Regions from separate parts of the Sus scrofa genome. Here regions 1 and 3 are each linked to region 2. A link is a contact called in public HiChIP or PLAC-seq and promoter capture Hi-C data. All regions are on one chromosome and are shown on one strand. Each heading gives the region's core, a stretch centred on a gene start, on an enhancer-like site or on the middle of the called end of the contact. The rest is flanking DNA. Distances are from core to core; before and after follow the strand shown.

Region 1 (2,900 bases), core at 316-2,815, 100 kb after region 2:
TGTGATCACACATGCATAGCTTACTTAGGTGTCTGCTCATGTGGGGGGCTGCTGCCCAGGACCCCTGCAGGCAGGTCCTGTCTCCTGCACTGCCAGTGGATGCCACTTGCACAGCCACATTGCCTTGTGGGTCCCTTGGTGACCTCAGCTGCCTCCTCTCACCACCATGTCCTCCCTGGTACCGAACCCAGCTCTCCCAGCGACCTCTGCCCTCCCCAGATGCCACAGTGCACTTAAATACCTTAAGTTACCTCTACCCAGGATCAGATAGTGTGCGAATGGCCTGTGCATCTTGCATGTGTAGCAGTGCAAGTTTCATAGATAAGAGTGACCAGGGTCGAACTTTACACACTGCCAACCCCACTCGAAGGGTCTGGTTATCAGCTTCCAGTAGGAAGTGAGTTCCTGGGTCCAGTGCCTGGTGTTCCTCGCCCTCTCCCAGGGACTGCCGACTGGACCACGCCTGGCTCTGGTGCCCACTCTTTTCCAGGGCCTTGGTCTTTGAGGGTCTCCAACAGGAGGTCAGAGGAGGTGAGTCTATGAGGTATTGGTGGCAGCACCAGGTGACAGGGATGCTGGTGAGCCATGGTCAAAGTCTGGAGATTGCGACAGCAGAGCCCATGGGCTTGTGCTTGTGGAGGGCAGGAGAGAGGCCGTGCTCAGCCTTCTGGCAGAGGACCTGGGAGGAAAGATGTCAGCGGAGCAGGGAGGAGGGAAGGAAGCGGGGATGGAGGCAACTGGAGGCCTGCCTGGTCCCCAAATTCAGAGGCTGAGAGGGTAGTTGAGATGTTCAAGGGAGAGTTCAGAAGAGAAGATGAGCTGGAAATAGACATTTGGGAACCGGCGCCATGTAGATAGACGGATTTTTAAGCTATGATGCCATGGATGTTAGATATTGAATTTAAAATATCTGTCATTTCAAAATTCCCACTGTGGCTCAGCGGAAATGAACCCAACAAGTATCCGTGAGGATGCGGGTTCAATCCCTGGCCCTACTCAGTGGGTTAAAGATCCAGCATTGCTGTGGCTATAGGTCGGCAGCTGCAAGTCATGCCACAGGTGCAGCCCTAAAAAACAAACACAAACCCTATCATTTCAAATACATATTGATCAATCAATATTAATCCAAATATCATATTCACAATTCCAAGTATCTGAAATAATTTAATATCTCTTAAGTAGAAACACCAGAAGCGAGTTCAGTTGCTGTGCCTATGGCCTTGTGCATCCTCTCCGAGTCATTTTGCCAAAGGTTGTAAGTAAATTGATGGTTGTGGTACAGCCTGTTCCCTGGGCAACTTCACTGAGTCCAGAATTTCCCCCTAAATTTTTATTACTTTAACTGAAATTGGCCAGCCGTGTTCCCTTGAAATACCTATTTCCTTAGGCCAAATTTGGAAAAATTTCCCTTCTTTTGAATATGAGGAGGATGCTCTAGCCAGACCCAAGGAAGAAATACTGAAAGTGCAAAAAGGGCCCACCACTCATCCAGCCCTACTGAGATGAGGGCATCACCTGTAAGCACCTGGCTCCTCTGCCTGTTGCAGGACTTTGGGACCTGCTGCCAGGTCAGGGGTGCCCCCTGCAGCCCAGGCCTGGAATTGCTCTGAAGTAGAGAATTCAGTGGCATAGACTGCATTGCTCTCATTTCTTTCAAAACAAGTATATATTAACTGTAGAAAATTTAGACTTTACAGGCAAACCAACAGATGAAAAAAATTTTAAATCACCCATATATAGCTGCTGCTAACATTTTGGCTACCCCACGTTTTTGCTATGAGCGATACTCATTTTCCTCCCAAATGAGACTATATGATAGTGTTTTGAAACCAATTTGTTTTCACTTAACTTCTTCTTTATATGCAAATTGACAGCAGCTGTGAGGACAGACGCCCACACCAGCACAGTGATCTGCCTGCCTGCAAGTTCTGTCAGCTCTCTTGATTGAGAACCACTATGAAATTAAAATATATATGTCATTTACATAAAATATGGTTGAAAGGCTCAGAGTTTGTCATCTCGGAAAAAACAAATATCTTCAGAATTTGTCATCTAGGAAAAAACAAATATTTTCAGAGTAACTAAATATAAATAGTCTCTTCAATAATTCTAATCTATTTAGAAATTTAAATGGAATTACTGCTGAATGAAATAATTTCTTTCCCATATTGTTTTATCTGATTTTTCTTCCTCTTAAGGGAAAAAGTATATTTCTGCCAACAGTAGGGATTTTTTTCCCATAAGTATTCTCAATAGCAATATATATATATATTTTTTTTTTTTTTTCTTTTTTAGAGCCCAACTTGCGGCTTATGGAGGTTCCCAGGCCAGAGGTCGAATCAGAGCTACAGCCGCCGGCCTACACCATAGCCACAGCAACATCAGATCCGAGCTGTGTCTGCGACCTACACCACAGCTCATGGCAATGCCATGATCCTTAACCCACTGAGTGAGGCCAAGGATTGAACCCGAGTCCTCATGGATCTTAGTCGGGTTTGTTAACAACTGAGTCATGAAGGGAACTCTGCAATATCCTTTTAAAAACACATATTTCAGGGTCAAAGAAAATGAAAACAAGCAAACCAACAAGAAAGTTGAAGGCAGAAAATAAGATTTTAAAAACTTGCTTTGGTTAGAAACAAATCAGTAGCACTAAATATATGTATAAATTACTACACATTCTGCATTGTGTAAATGGCATCCAAGATAGATTTTTTTTGTGAAGAAAAAAGAAATATAACCTACATGTTAAAAGAGAAACGGTGGAACAATTCCCTCTACTGGATGTTTTAATGGAGAGCTAGACGTACTGAATTCTTGCATGATGGGAGTGCTCAGAAAAGTGAATTCTTGCATAAAGGGAGGGACAAGGCAAACTGGGACTGGTGGGGGTAGGGGGA
Region 2 (2,700 bases), core at 133-2,632:
GTTCCTCTGCAGGGTCAAACCCGCACTGATCCAAAGACAACCTGGGATTAATAACTGGCTGCGTCACTTCGGGAACACCCTGTAGTAGTCTTGGTTTATACAGAGAAAGGGGAGAGGGATGTTGGTTGGGCAAGCTGATCTAGTAGGATTTTTGCTGAAGGTGGGCCAGATGTCACTTGGGGGACGGCAGAAGATGAGGAACCTGATTTAAACTGTAAATGCTCAGATACTGAGATTCGGGGACTCCTAATGGAATTCGACAATGCAGAGAGAAACTGGGAACTCCAAAAGCCCAGACCTCGCTGAGAAAGAGCTCAGAGGACTCTATCATTTCACTTTAATTAAAATTTAACTTTTTTTTTAGGGATGCATCTGCAGCATATGGAAGTTCCCAAGCTACAGATTGAATCGGAGCTGCAGCTGCCAGTCTACGCCACAGCCACAGCAGATCTGAGCCACATCTGTGACCTACACCACAGCTCACAGCAATGTGGGGTCCTTAACCCACTGAACAAGGCCAGGGATGAACCCACAACATCAAGGATACTAGTTTGGTTCTTAACCCACTGAACCACGATGGGAACTTTGGTTAAATTTAACTTTTATTTAGTGGATGCACAGCTAAAGTTCTTCTAACCCTTCACATTACTTACTGAAGGTGATATAAGATGTTCTAAGCACGTGAGCTTCCCAACAATGGATTATCTTAACATAAAGTGAGATGATTTTCATCATCAGCAGTTTGTTTGGTAAAAGATGATTTGTCCTTTTCAGAGGTAACACTAGCTTTTCAGTTGTGGAACATTTACAAGTGTAGTCTCCAACCTCCAGAAGAGGTTACCTCTTCTGCTATAGCGGTTTATTTGGCACAAAACCCGAGGCTGCGCAGAAGCTGGCCTCAGGTCTGGTTTATTTCCTCCTAGAGGAGAAAGTGGGACACGGGTCTAAACTGACCTAGATGACATTTAAAATAAAGTTCAGGGAGTTCCCATTGTCGCTCAGTGGAAATGAACCCAACTAGTATTCATTAGGACTCAGGTTTCATCCCTGGCCTTGCTCAGTGGGTTAGGGATCCGGCATTGCCATGAGCTGTGATATAGGCCACAGATGCAGCTTGGATCCTGCATTGCTGTGGCTGTGGTGTAGGCCAGCAGCTACAGCTCCAATTCAAACCCTAGCTTGGAAACCTCCATATGCAGAGCAAGTGGCACTAAAAAGACAAATAAATAAATGAAGTTCAGCAGTTTCTGTTCTGGCTCAGCAGTGAAGACTCGGACTAGTACCCATGAGGATGCTGGTTTGATCCCCGGCCTTCCTCAGTGGGTAAAGGACCCGGAGTTGCCATGAGCTGTGGTGTAGGTGGAAGAGGCGGCTTGGACCTGGTTGTGGCTGGCAGCAGCGCTCTGACTGTACCCCTAGCCTGGGAACTTCCATATGCTGCACGTGAGGCCCTAAAAAGCATAAACCCCTCCCCCAAAATCAGTTCAAGCAACGCTGTTCTAAAAATTAAGACTAACAGGGAAAAAGACATGGGACGGCAAGGAGGAAACAGGTCTCCCCAGCACACTCGCCAAGCGACGAGGCCCAGAACCCCGGCAGCTCGCCTTCCGCGTCCTTCGCCTGCATATCCGGGGTTCCTCCCGGCCCCGCCCCCTCCACCTGGGCGCCGTCAGGACCACGCCTCCCCCGGTGCCCCGCCCGCGTGGCGCAAGCAGCGCGCTGACGTCACGCACCAGGTACTTTCCCCGCGCCCCGGTCTGCGAGGGGGCGGGGCGGGCGTGGAGCGCGCATGCGCGGCAGCGGCAGCGCGCTGCCCGGATCGTGCGGGGCCCGAACCTCTCCGCCGGCGCAGGCTCCCTCGCGCCAGCTCCCTCCCGCCGCCATGTCGGCCGCCATCGAGCGGGAGTTTGAGGAGTTGGACGCTCAGAATCGCTGGCAGCAGCTATACCTGGTGAGTGGAGGGCTCACGCAGCCGCCGCCTGCCCCTCCGAGGACCCGGCTCGCGCCCGCCAGCGCCCGCCGCCTCCCCCGCCTCCCGCTGGGGCGGAAGTGGCCGCGCGCGGGCCGCGTCAGGACGCGCGTGCGCCGCCTGGGCCTGGGCAGCAGGGTACCGGCGTGCGCGCAGGCGCAGTCGTCTCCGGGGGCGGTGCCGGTGGCGGGCGTGGGCGGGGATGCGGCGGGGCCCGAGGTGACGGGGCTCGGGGTGACAGGGGCGGGGGTTCGCGGGGAGGGGCGTTGCGGCGCGCCCGGTTTGTCTCGGCGTTCGGGGAGGAGCTCGGGGAGGTAGGGGGTGCCGAGAATGGTCGCCCCGTGCCCCATCCCGACTTCCGCGCGACGTGAGGGGTTCCCCGCCCGGGCGCTTGTTTCCCCAGGCCCTCCTGGGTTACAGTCCTTTCCGCGAGGGAACGAGCTCTATGTTGGCTTCTCAGGCTACCTGCCGAGCATTTCACTTCCAAGTGTACTTGAGTTAAGCTCTTTTAAAATGACTCGGTTGTCTGTTCTCCACCGTTTAATCATTAGCACGTTGTTTCCAAGATCGTACTGAGTGGTTGGTGAGTTAATGCTGCTCCCGCGGTCGCTCTGCACAGTGAAACGTCAGAATTAAGGCTTTCCTGTAAACCGCAGTGATTCCGGACTTTCCCCCTTCCCATTTAATTAGATGACAGTTTCTCTTGTGTTCGAGATGTAACGTTTTCTTCT
Region 3 (2,912 bases), core at 58-2,557, 64 kb after region 2:
CATAATAAAACTGAAAAAAATAAATAAATTTAATGTTACAAAGATCAGAAGTTACTTTGTCTAGAATCCCCAAACTGCATGCATGAATTAACTGTCCTGTGCCCCCAGAAATATCTCATTTGATGTATAAGGATGTGATACTCAATTTATGCAAAGACTTTTCTTTCTCTCCATCTGCCTCCTCTTTGCCTCTAATTTTTGGGAAAACTCAGTATTTGTAAGAAGAAAGAAGGAAGATTTTCCAGTGTGAATTGATGGGGTGGGCGGGGCATTCCCTGCCTCAGCACACCCCAGGGTGCCGTCTCTGTGCCTCTGACCGTGAAAGCATTGTCCCCAGTTCTTTTTACTGAAGGGAGCATCTGTCCTCACCTGAGCTTTAATGTAGATTTATGTGAAGGGCATGGTGTTTTCATTCTTGATACTGTTTCATGTTAGTTTTCCCGTAAAGATTTCCGACATAGGTGGATATACAATCATTTAGAACCTGCAAGGACAAAGGAGAGCTGTTAATATTCACATCTGAAGTGATTGTGCCTGAAACCAGTAAGTACGTGTGTGATTATAGTCACCTATAGTGATTCACTGCACCAGTCCGCATGGCCTGGCGCTACCTGGGTGACTAGACATGATTGCTGGTTGTCTCTAATAATGACACCATTTACTTTCCATCCTTCTGGCACGAGGTGGCCATAAGCACGCAGTACAGGTGCTGGCGTTGCCACATCCTCATGAGTAGACAGACCCCTAAGATCGGTGATTGCAGGAAACCTCCCAGGGGGCGTAATTTGCCAAATCAAACTTGATGGTGTCAGATCTCCTGCTGCCAGGTTGACACCACTAATCAAGTAATAAGGAAATTATATACTTTCAGCAAATTACAGTGCGTTTCAGGTTTAGTTACATCACCCCCAGCTTTTTCAAGGGGCTTTTCTCCATGAGAAGAAGCTGGGGTGGTGTTCCCAGCTGCACTTGGTCTGTGGGAGTGGCTCCACGTGGGTGTGAGTCTGGGCACAGGGAGCCGCTCAGTTTGGAGCTGAGTGCAGTGTTGACTCCTACTTCACTAGGTGAATGGCGCCTCTTTGCCTGTGTCATGGGAAAGCAAAGTTTGCTGCCCCAAAACATGGCAAAACAGCATTGTCCTTTTCTTTTTTAATTTACTAGCCTTCAGTCTCTTTTTCTCCCCCCTCACGCTGTAGCCCCCTGCTGAGTCTTTTCTTATTGACAGATTCCGGATTTGTGCTTATTCTGGGAAGTGGTCCAGTAAGACTTGGTTTTTGGCATCAGCTTGTTTATTGACATTGTTGAGCCTTGTCCAAATATGAGCCCGGGTTGCTGTAACTAGACCTTTGTGAAGAATTGACCAGCATAGTTCTGGAGACAGTATCATTTTTATTTGGTACTTTTCTGAACTATCTGGTGTCTAAAATTGATGATGGCTTCAGAGGTACAGGTATTGTTGAGGGGCTCCAGCACAGCAGGCCCAGACTGTCTGGGTGCAAAATTCTGGCTCTGCTGCGCATTAGCCCATCGCATCTGTAAAGCGGGGGATAGGAGTAACAGTGGCAGCGCCTCCCCCGGGGGGGGGTCTCCTGAGGACCTAGAACCAGTACAGGTGGGCATGGGATATGCTCAGAGAGGAACCATTTCCCCACTAGCATTTTTTCCAATATAACAAATGCTGTTCGGACTGAGTGAAACAGCTTTGTCATGGGAAGGAAGAGAATTGACATGGTCCCCTCAGTGATGAGTCCTTCTCTCATATGTTTAGTTCTTTCTCTACTGTTGGCAGAACACTCTTCCTGGACTCAGCCCCTGCTCAGGAGCACTGGGCCCCCAGGAACCCAGGTCAGGGGCAGAGGTCATTCCCAGGTCAGCTTCCCTCCCGGCCTCCTCTCAGGCCAGGCTCTCCTCCGTGCTCTCCTTCTAGCCAAATTGTTCTCACTGTCCTCCAAATGTGACAGGTTACAGAGGTTTACATTCTCTGAGTCTTTTGTGAGTCAGCTACTGTAAAACAAAGAGATGCATTAATTACGCAATAGAAGAGCTATATTGGGAGAAGGTAGAATGTGGTAAAATGCCATCTTCAATTCCTCTGTTGTATAATGAGAGAAGTTAAAAACTAGTTTATTGGTGTATCAATGCATTTGCTGCAATTTACAAAATCTAAATATACAGGCATTATTCAAATTGTTCAAATATACAGGTGTAGCAGAGCATCTTGAGGGCATGAGTATTGTGTAAGTTCTAGGACAGTATAAGTTTTGAGGGGTTTGTCTCTGTTTAGAATCATTAATCCTCAGACAGTAAGTTAGAGACTTTATTCATTAGATCCAAGACTCCACGCTTTTCAGGATGGCAACTTTTAAGAGGGCCACCCCATCTGTGCCAAGTGGCCATTTTGTGCCAGCATAGGCACTCAGACTGCCACCTTGGCTCCTCTCTCTGTGGTGGGGAGAGGGCGGAAGTGCTCTACCCCTGCAGGACACCGAGGGCGCAGGGTCCCCATGCGGAGGCTACACTTGCCTCTGCCCTCTCCAGCCCGCGCTTTGTCACTGCCTGAATCTTCCAGGGCCCAGTTTATTCTGCCCACCACCGCCCCCGCTTGTCCCTAGGATGGGGGCAGTGAGGCCCAAGGAAGCTAGCGTTTGTCACCCATGCTGCTAGGCATAAATTGCAGCAGGTCCCGAGGTGGGTAACATTCCTCCTATGTCTATAGAAGGAAATAGAGCCTCATCTGGGTCTGGATCCTGCCTGCTCTGAAGTCCAGGCATGCTGAGCTGTCCCTTCACCTGGTGCTGGCCTCGCTGCCCGGGCCGCTGCTATAGCTGGTGGGGACAGATTGAGGTGTGCACGGACCTACATGCGAGCTCACCATTAGTTCTCCAGGAAACTGCACAGTGGCAACGGCAGGG

The links. Promoter capture Hi-C pulls out the DNA fragments that hold promoters and counts their contacts. HiChIP or PLAC-seq counts read pairs in DNA pulled down with a chosen protein or histone mark.
Region 1: an H3K27ac HiChIP or PLAC-seq map of alveolar macrophages shows a contact between it and region 2. The contact joins the enhancer-like site here to the promoter of PTPN2 in region 2. A contact is called at or near these places in 2 of 5 promoter capture datasets (both in liver), 3 of 47 Hi-C or Micro-C datasets (alveolar macrophages, embryonic fibroblasts and epiblast stem cells) and 2 of 2 datasets of contacts at active chromatin or transcription factors (alveolar macrophages and skeletal muscle).
Region 3: a contact with region 2 is called in a promoter capture Hi-C map of liver, with 4 times the contacts expected there. The contact joins the enhancer-like site here to the promoter of PTPN2 in region 2. A contact is called at or near these places in 4 of 5 promoter capture datasets (fetal liver, fetal skeletal muscle and liver), 3 of 47 Hi-C or Micro-C datasets (epiblast stem cells, heart right ventricle and liver) and 2 of 2 datasets of contacts at active chromatin or transcription factors (alveolar macrophages and skeletal muscle).

The regions. Positions count from the first base shown.
Region 1 is chr6:96,868,891-96,871,790 of Sscrofa11.1, forward strand. No RefSeq gene overlaps it. Among named protein-coding and RNA genes, the nearest start is that of CEP76, 23 kb to the right of the region's middle. Within about 2 kb of position 1,566, at least 4 of the 83 cell types and tissues checked have an H3K27ac peak or open chromatin away from gene starts, as enhancers often do. A contact at or near this core is called in alveolar macrophages, where this site is marked.
Region 2 is chr6:96,768,482-96,771,181 of Sscrofa11.1, forward strand. It overlaps PTPN2 (tyrosine-protein phosphatase non-receptor type 2), which reads left to right and starts at 1,383. Exons shown (of 9, transcript XM_021096023.1): 1 at 1,383-1,951. The coding sequence starts at 1,790.
Region 3 is chr6:96,832,859-96,835,770 of Sscrofa11.1, forward strand. The region is part of intron 6 of PTPN2 (tyrosine-protein phosphatase non-receptor type 2); the gene reads left to right. Among named protein-coding and RNA genes, the nearest start is that of CEP76, 59 kb to the right of the region's middle. Within about 2 kb of position 1,308, at least 7 of the 83 cell types and tissues checked have an H3K27ac peak or open chromatin away from gene starts, as enhancers often do. A contact at or near this core is called in fetal liver and liver, where this site is marked.